Linked DNA regions of Mus musculus: all the other regions are linked to region 3. A link is a contact called in public Hi-C and promoter capture Hi-C data. All regions are on one chromosome and are shown on one strand. The core of a region is the stretch at or near the end of the contact, and the rest is flanking DNA. Distances in the headings are between cores, read along the strand shown.

Region 1 (2,700 bases), core at 88-2,587, 7.4 Mb before region 3:
AAGTTAGTTTGTAGGAGAAAGCACCCATGTTGAAAACGATGTCTAATTGAGTGGCAGACAAAGTGACGAGAATCAGAAAGATTTGACAGAATAGGATATGCCCAACTCTCATGAGGAACGGGAAGCCACTTAAGGGAGAGACAGACAGTGCAGGAGGAGAGAGTACAGCACAGGATACGGTAGAGTTGAGAGAAAGAGTAGAGCAGCAGAGAGGGAGGCGGAGGCAGTTTTACCGGGAGAGCTTTACAGAGACAGGCTGAAGAAAGAACAGGTCAGACACAGGTAAAGATAGAATGAGCAAGAGAATGAGAAGGAGCCAGAAGATTAGAACCAGATTCCTAGAGTTTGAGACCAAACAGAGCAATTCAGAGGCGGAGAGAAAAGCCAGACTGAATCAGTCAGCTGGGGAAAGAAGTCTGAGCCAGAACAGCTGAGTTGAACCAGCCAGCTAGAGTTCAGAAAAAACACGAAAGGGTGAGTTTATTCAGCAGCAAGTCTCAAGGGGCTGAAAACATTCAAGGCCCAGATCAGAATATAAGGAGGCTAGAAGCTTCCAGGACTAGGCCTAGGTTAGCAGATGGAGGCAGTGAGCCTCCCAGACAACTACAACAGGATAAAAGTTACTTTTATATTATAATGATTGTAACATAGGAAATACTCCAGTAGCACCGCCAGCCGTCAAAGAAAGCTCTAGACTCTTGACTTCAGAGGGTTTACATTTTAATCCTTGCTAAGACTCCCTTTAGACAAAGCACCCCAAAACATCTCCTCTCACAGATGTTACACTCAAGCCTGCCAGCCAGCAGCAATGAAAACTCTCAGCCTTGTATTCAACTAGGGTTATACCTACCAAGGCCTAGTATGCTGACTGACCCAGTTGGGGAGATGAGACCACGGAATGAGAGGTCCAACTAATAAACCATAAACCACAAATGCACACCACCACATAGACATTCCTCTTTGCTGAGACCTGGGCTTCCCTTCCCTTCCTGTGCACATCCTGGGTGCCTGAGAAAAGGGGACGCCCCGCCCCACTTTGCCTCTAGCATTTCCACTTGGATCTTCCCGTCCCCACTGCTCCCTCCTCTTGCCGTATTTGGTCTCGTCCGTCTCCAATGCTGCTACCTCCTTCGCAGCCCACTTTCTTACCTAGCGAGGCCAGTAAGGTGAGGCACCTTAGCAGAACAGCCCTAGACCAGGAGCGTCTTTCAGAGCCTTGCCTAGGCAGTTTTCGCTTCTGGTTGGACTGTTAGAGGAACTAGAATTCAAGCGCTACAATTTCACCCATCTTGGAGCGGGCCATTGGCATTTGAATGGCTCGGCCACCGTCGAACTACATTTCCCAACAGCCAGTACGGCCGCAGATCCCGGTCATAAATTGTGGGTGATAGTACACTTGGTGTAGGGCCTTCTGGGGTTTGTAGTTTGAATCGGAAAGCCTGCCCATTGGAGGTTGGTGAATTTGAGAGGCGTAACGTTGTGGGCGGGTCAAGGTGTGGTGCACCCTGGGAGTTGTAGCTCTCAGTTTCTCCAAACATTTAATCAGGCGTAAGGAAGGCTGAGCGTTCAGTGTCAGGGGTGTCTCCAGACATGTCAGACAGCCAGATTGATTTGATACTTAATAAAGATTTTCCTGGCACACCCGTTTCTAATAGTGCCGTCCTTATAAGCCCCAGCCGCTGCTGAGTATCTGCTTTCCTAGACCAAAGAGGAATTGAAATTTTTAGAGCCTCCATCAGTCAGCGTGCTGATCATTAATAGGAACTTAAGTTAATCCGAACTACAACCTATGAAACATAGACAGTAACTCATGTAACCCAGACTTGTCTAAGAACTCACCCTGTACCAGAGGATGTCTTTCCTGCCTCCACCTCCTACAGACTTGCACCATCATAAGATTATTATTATATCTTTTTTTTTTTTTCCTCAAAAGGCAGGATCTTAACATGTATCATTGGCCTAAAACTGACAGAGATCCTTCTCTGGAGTGCGATTAAAGTTGTGCACCACACACCCAGCTCCATTATCCTCATTTTATAAATGAGAAAACGGAACTAGGACTGGTCCACAATTTTCTCCAGGCTGTATTTAGCTACTTTGTTATTCTGATTCCAAAGCCCTCCCATCTATCAGATACTATCAAGGTTACTTGACTCCATTTCTGAGCACAGCATTCTTTCTGTCCTCCAATGGTTGAATATAATATTCTTCTATCATCAGCGTACACGGAAAGGTTGAAACGATTCTGTTTTCAAACAGAGCTCATTGCAAAGAGATAGATCTCTGAATACAGAGTTAATTGGGGAAATGACCAGACATTTAGGGAAATGTGATGTGTTTTTTAATAAGAAGAGACGATGAGGTGGACTGCAGTAAGATATCATGAACACAGGAGCTATCAAAATAGCAGCCCACAACAGGAGGAAGAGGAATGTTGCTAGTGTTGGCTATTCATGCCAACTCAAGGGGCAGGGGAAGGCTTTCAGTGCCTGAACTCTTGTAAAAGTATACTTTGTAAAGGTTATAAACCCTCAAGGCACACAAGTGGCCAGGCTCTGCCCTGCAGATGTCACTAGTGGTTGTACCAGTGTAGCTGGAGAGGGTTCAAGCCCCACCCTACAAGGAAAAAAAAATCCCACCAATCCTTGAGTCCCAGGCCACTCTGGAAATCCCACCCACCCTCTAGAAATCCTATATAAA
Region 2 (2,700 bases), core at 117-2,616, 5.9 Mb before region 3:
AAAAGCTCCACGGGAGAATAATGGCATGCTTTCCCAGGTTGGCATAGGCCTCATATCTCATCAAAGAAATAGCTTTAGAGTTTTATTTGTTTGTTTGTTTGTTTATTTATTTGAGATAGGGTTTGTCTTGACTGTCTCAGAACTCTGTTGACTAGGCTGGCTTTGAACTCAGAGATCCACCTGCTCTTCCCCCCCCCTCCCCCCATTTCCATGCCTCTAGTGCTGGGATTAAAGGACCTTCCAGGCCTTTCCACCTTTAGAGTTTAATCAGGGTAGTGCCAAGACTAATTTTGTGTTTGGTAATGTCTTGTATATCTTTAGTGAGGCCTAAGGATGGGAGGCAATCTAGGCAGATGTGTGGATTCCAGTAAGAAGGAACAACTTTAAGGTAAACAGAGGCAGCTGGGGCGGTTAAGCAGAGACAGAGAAATAAAAGGGGATATGCAAGAATGTGTTCATAGGTTGGAAGCTGTGGAGAGGGCGGGCTGTGCTTGCCCAGTGTTAATATTCAGATCCGCAGGAGGGTCTATGGATTTGGCTGGTAGAATACTTCTAGCATAAAGGAGGCTCTAAACTCAGTTCAGCACCATGTAAGCTGGGCGTGGTGGTGCATATCTGTAATCCCCTATCGCGCAGAGGTGGAGGATCGCAAACTGAGAAGTTCAAGGTCACCCTTAGCTTCACAGTTTAAGCTAGGTTGGCAAACAGACGCCGTTTCAAAAAAAAAAAAAAAAAAAAAATCCCCGGGGAGGGTAGACCCTCTAGCAAACAAAAACGTTTTATGCAGTTTATCATATTTTAAAAGCACACCAGAACTTCTAAGAGATGCCCTTGGTCGGATATTTACAGCTAGTTAAAAAGTGAAATTGAAACTTAGTATTTAGCGGATTCTTATATCCTACAGCAAGGAGAAAAAGAGAACTTTCTTATATAAAGGGTAGTACTTTTATTGTCATGGGAAAAGCTTGTCCAAGTTCAACAGTAGCTTGAATGCCACTCTTTGTAGATGGCTTCAGCGGCAAGCTCCTGAGGCTATGGGAGGGTTAGAATCCAACTTCTAGGTAAGCACAGTTTCAGTAAACTGAGAGGGGGTGGGAATGAAACCCATGGGGAGCCCCGCCTCTTTGAAGGCGTGGCCTGAGGCCCCGCCGCTCAGTTTCCCGCTCAGGAAGTTTGAGCGCGCTATACCCCGCCTCCTAGGGCCACAGGCCTAGGTGACTTCTCCCCACGCCTCCTCAACCCCGCGCCTTGGCACTTTGGTTTCCGCGGTCCGCCCTACACCTCCTGAGGGCGTGGCCTCTCAAGCCTCGCCTCTCCATTTCCGGAACTTGGACCGCATTACTAAAGCCCCGCCCTCAGGCCTTGAGGGCGTGGCCTAAAGCCGGGTCCTTCCATCTCTGAGTTTTACCGCGTTTCAGCCTCCGAGCCGGAGGCGTCCGACCAATTCAGAGACTCCGCACGCAGCAGGATCCGGCGGTGACCAGCGGGGTGCGGCGCTAGAGCAAACCTGACCTCCCCTCCTCTGTGGGAATGCCACGCCGGCCGCCGAGGGTCTGCTCTGGGAACCAGCCTGCTCCCGTGCCCGCCATGGAGCCGGCTACCGACGGGCTTTGGGCCCACAGCCGCGCGGCGCTTGCCCGCCTGGAGAAGCTGCTGCGCTGCTCCCGCTGGTAAGGACCGGCCTGGCGACCTAGTGTCGTCTGTCCCTCCGTGTCCCACTCCTGAGTTTTCTGAGTGGCTTCCCAGCCACCTGCAACGAAGATGACTCAAACGGCACTTTTCGAATTTTCGCGGGAGAACTGCCTTCGGGGCGTGGCTCAAAGCGCAGCTCGTTGGTCACTCCCCGAAGGTGACGCTCGGAGCTGAGCCGAGCTAGTGCTGCTGGGGTCCTGGAGTTCGGTCCTCTGGGAGCGTGGTCCCGTGGTTGCGTGCGGGGCACAACAGCCCCTGTGAGGCTGACCTTTTGGTCCTTTCTCTAGTAGCAGGCTCGGCGTGGGGAATGGGAGGCTAGGGACCTGGTGACCGGTAGTTTGGCGATGGCAGTTTGTTGAGCATCGCAATTTTAACTTAGTTAGATTATGGCCCTGTACCACTGATCCTCCAACATGCCCTCTCTTGGATTTTATTCAGTCTGAAATGCACTCCTAAGTGGTACTTTCTTACCTGAGGCTGTTTATCGAATACTACCAAGAAATATACTTCTTTCCCCTTTTTTCTCTTTGGCAGTAGCGAATGTTAAGCCTTCAGTCTTTACTACAAATACAGTGTTAACTGCAACTTTTTTTTTTTTTTTTAAAGTTAACTGGCAACAAACTTTGCACTTACGTTAAATTATTCTTTTTTTTTTTTTTTTTTTTTTTTTTTTACAAACTCTTAGTATTTGAAAGAATGGCATTGTATTTCTTAGGAGAGTGGCGATTCTGTTAACATGAACACGTTCTGAGTTCTGCTTGTGTTTTCCTAAAGCATACGGATCATCCTGGGTGTAGACATACATCGGAAACTCAACTTCTAGTTGCAGTAGCAGGCCAGTGATGACGCACATGTTGGATCTCAATCTGTGGGTCGCGACCACTGGGACACACATTTAGGTCTTAGGAACGGAGACCCAGCTTAGTAGCAAAATTACAGTTATGAAGTAGCAAAGAAAAGAATGGTATGGTTTAGGGTCACCACAACGTTTGGAACTATATTGAAGGG
Region 3 (2,700 bases), core at 179-2,678:
AAATATTCTCTTTCAGTGATCTATCAGCTCGTGCACTTGACATATCAGCCCTTGAAAACGGGATTCCAGATGGAGACATGCACATAAGTGCCATATGTCCTATCTCAGTGTCTCAGATAGTCAATCCATGCTTAGCACATATTTAGAACTTGGTTGAAGATGCTTATATTTAAATTCACCATGGCTCTGTATTCCTATGCATTCTTCTTACTTTTGCCATCACCTATAGTCAATACTTCTTATTGTGTTTTATTCTTCGTTTCTTGAATTTATTCTAAAATGCTTTCTGGAACAAGAATGGCTATGAATACTTACTTTTAGTAATATAAACAATATGTGCCTGATGGTAGTAAGTAACGTTTTTTAAAGTGATTTAAAGTGAGATTAGAGGTGAAAGTATAAACTCACACACTCTCTAATCATTTTATAGGAATAAACGGAGGTCACAGCTAATACCCAGTTAATCAACATTAACAGCTGACACCACGTATGAGTCCTTTTCCACATAGCGCCCTCTAGCGTCCAAAATGAATCTTACTAACTGCCGTGAATTCATAACTTTTCAACACAATGCTGGTTGTTTTAAAAGTCCATGAAGCGTTGAATCTTGACCAATCAAGGATGACCTATTGTCCTACAAGTCATAATGTTCTCCTTTTCAAGACTAAGGAATACAGACAGAAAAATCTCTGGAAAGATTGGAATACGTTTAACCCATTCTTAGAATTCTAAGATTTATATCGTGTATCTCTAGTGCAGCTTCATCGCAACCCAGAAAATAAACCTCACTGTCTTCCATGACAAATGGTGAGTGAAGCTTATTTATAAACAGCAACAGTTGGGAATACGGATCATTGGTAGTGGAGGGAATTATTGGGGTGGAATGGTGAAGCTCTGTAAAAGCCTCAGCATGAGAATATGAATGGTTTTACTCATATATGTATTTGTGTGTAGGGTATTGTTTGTTCTTGATTTTGAAATGGAAAATGCGCTCTGTTTTAGCTTTTGCATTAAGGTAGAATCTGTAGTCCTCACACGCCTTTAAGAAACCTCAAATGCACATTCTTCAAAGGGCACAGTCCAGCTCTAAGAGGCATCCGGAGACTCCAGGAAGGGATCCAGTCTAGGGAGGGCTCCCTCTTTTGTACCTTTTGCAGAGAACCTGGATACTCAACGCTGGGATTCCTAGATTGTTGCGGAGCCCAGAACACTCGGTCTCGGCGCTTCCGATAGCCTGTCAGTAGGTGGCGTCCTCGCTCCTCAACTGCAGGGTGTTCCCGAGGAATCTCCGCGGCGTGGCAGTCCCATCCCCCACCGGGAACAGCGGACCGCTGCATCCCAGACTTAATCTCAATCTATGCCTCGGCCCACCCCACAAAGTCGGAGGCGGCGAATGGCGTCGTGGAGGGGGCGGGGCTTCGGGAGGTGGGCTGAGGGGGTGGGGCCTGGGAGGAGACAAAGCCGGGAAGAGTTAAACAGCCTTGACCCTGCCGCTGGGCTTCCGAGCGAAGGTTGTGGCAGATGCTGATCTAACTGGGGCCGGCTTATTACAGCTTGTGTGTACGCGCGGGTGTGAGCCGGTGAGTAGCTGGGGCGCCTCCGGCTGCAAGCGGGCGCTCCTTCCCCTCCCTACAGGTGCCCCAAGGCTTAGAGCGGCAGCCGCCGCCCCTTACTATTAAACTATTCCGTTGAAAGCTGGAGTGAGAAAAAAGGAAGAAACCCCAGGTCTTGGCTGTGCAGAGATGAACTCAGTGGCAAGGCCCTGGTGCACTCAGGGACGCTTCCAGAGTTTGGGCGTAGAGAAGGGAAATGGGAGTAGCAGAGTGCTGCTTGCCTATCTGTATAGAAGGGCGCTTCCGAGGTTGGGATCGCTTTGGGAGGCGAGGACGTTGCAAGCAGTGACAAGTGGCAAGGCACCCGCGGAGGAGAATTTAGCTTTGAGGTGGACGCACAGAACTCTTGAGTGTTGGGTGTAAAAGGACTAGGCAGGAAAGCTGGTTGCAGAAAGGGTGTAAGCCAGGAATTTAGGCGTGTACTCCCTTCAAGGTTCAGGGGTGGGACCTGCCTTGTGGTCGGAGAAGAGCTAATGAGAGTGCAAGAGAGGGAGGGGATGAAGGTAGGCGGAGCCTCCAGCTTCAGTCTGTAGTGTTTGCTTAGCCACTTGGGGGCGCCCTGGGGTCTCGATTCCAGATGCAGCCATCTCAGTGGACCTCGTATTTAAAAGGTCCTGGCAGTGCTGAGAGGAGGGGCTGGTGTGGGGATCTGGAAGGAGGAACCGAGTCAGCTTCATTAGCAGAGCTTGCACAACGCCCACATGGATATCTCCTGTCTCAGTGTCACCCGAGGTCGAGCAAACCCGAGACCTGCAAAAAGCCAAAGAGCCGGGCGCTCACTCTAGGACTCACCGTCCTGTGGTGTGAGCGTGTGTGCGCACCAATATTTGTACTCCTGTGACCTTTATTTGGAAGGCTCCTGCCCTTTGCCCCTCTGGATACACTCAAGCACTGTACTTTAAACCAGATAAACTGGGCTGTAAGGCTGATATTAAATACAAATCCTCCTGGCAGGGGTATTTGTATGTTAAGACTTTCTGTTCCGGATCTTGCTTTGTTTTAGGAGATAAATTGAAAGGACACTTGTTTAAGTCATCAAAATTGAGAGGCCTTGTTATAATTGCAAGTCCGTTCACCATCAAGATAA

Evidence for each region. Promoter capture Hi-C pulls out the DNA fragments that hold promoters and counts their contacts. A called contact is a pair of places that touch in the nucleus more often than the background predicts.
Region 1: a promoter capture Hi-C map of pre-B cells shows a contact between it and region 3, with 5 times the contacts expected there. The contact joins the promoter of Smarcal1 here to the promoter of Idh1 in region 3. A contact is called at or near these places in 1 of 39 promoter capture datasets (pre-B cells) and 2 of 484 Hi-C or Micro-C datasets (CD4 T cells and regulatory T cells).
Region 2: a Hi-C map of CD8 T cells shows a contact between it and region 3, with 4 times the contacts expected there. The contact joins the promoter of Bard1 here to the promoter of Idh1 in region 3. A contact is called at or near these places in 1 of 39 promoter capture datasets (pre-B cells) and 4 of 484 Hi-C or Micro-C datasets (CD4 T cells, CD8 T cells, natural killer cells and 1 more).

The regions. Positions count from the first base shown.
Region 1 is chr1:72,581,888-72,584,587 of GRCm38.p6, reverse strand. It overlaps Smarcal1 (SWI/SNF related matrix associated, actin dependent regulator of chromatin, subfamily a-like 1), which reads right to left and starts at 1,337. Exons shown (of 17, transcript NM_018817.2): 1 at 1,150-1,337.
Region 2 is chr1:71,101,638-71,104,337 of GRCm38.p6, reverse strand. It overlaps Bard1 (BRCA1 associated RING domain 1), which reads left to right and starts at 1,366. Exons shown (of 11, transcript NM_007525.3): 1 at 1,366-1,670. The coding sequence starts at 1,531.
Region 3 is chr1:65,177,870-65,180,569 of GRCm38.p6, reverse strand. Idh1 (isocitrate dehydrogenase 1 (NADP+), soluble) reads left to right here and starts at 1,428. Exons shown (of 9, transcript NM_010497.3): 1 at 1,428-1,580.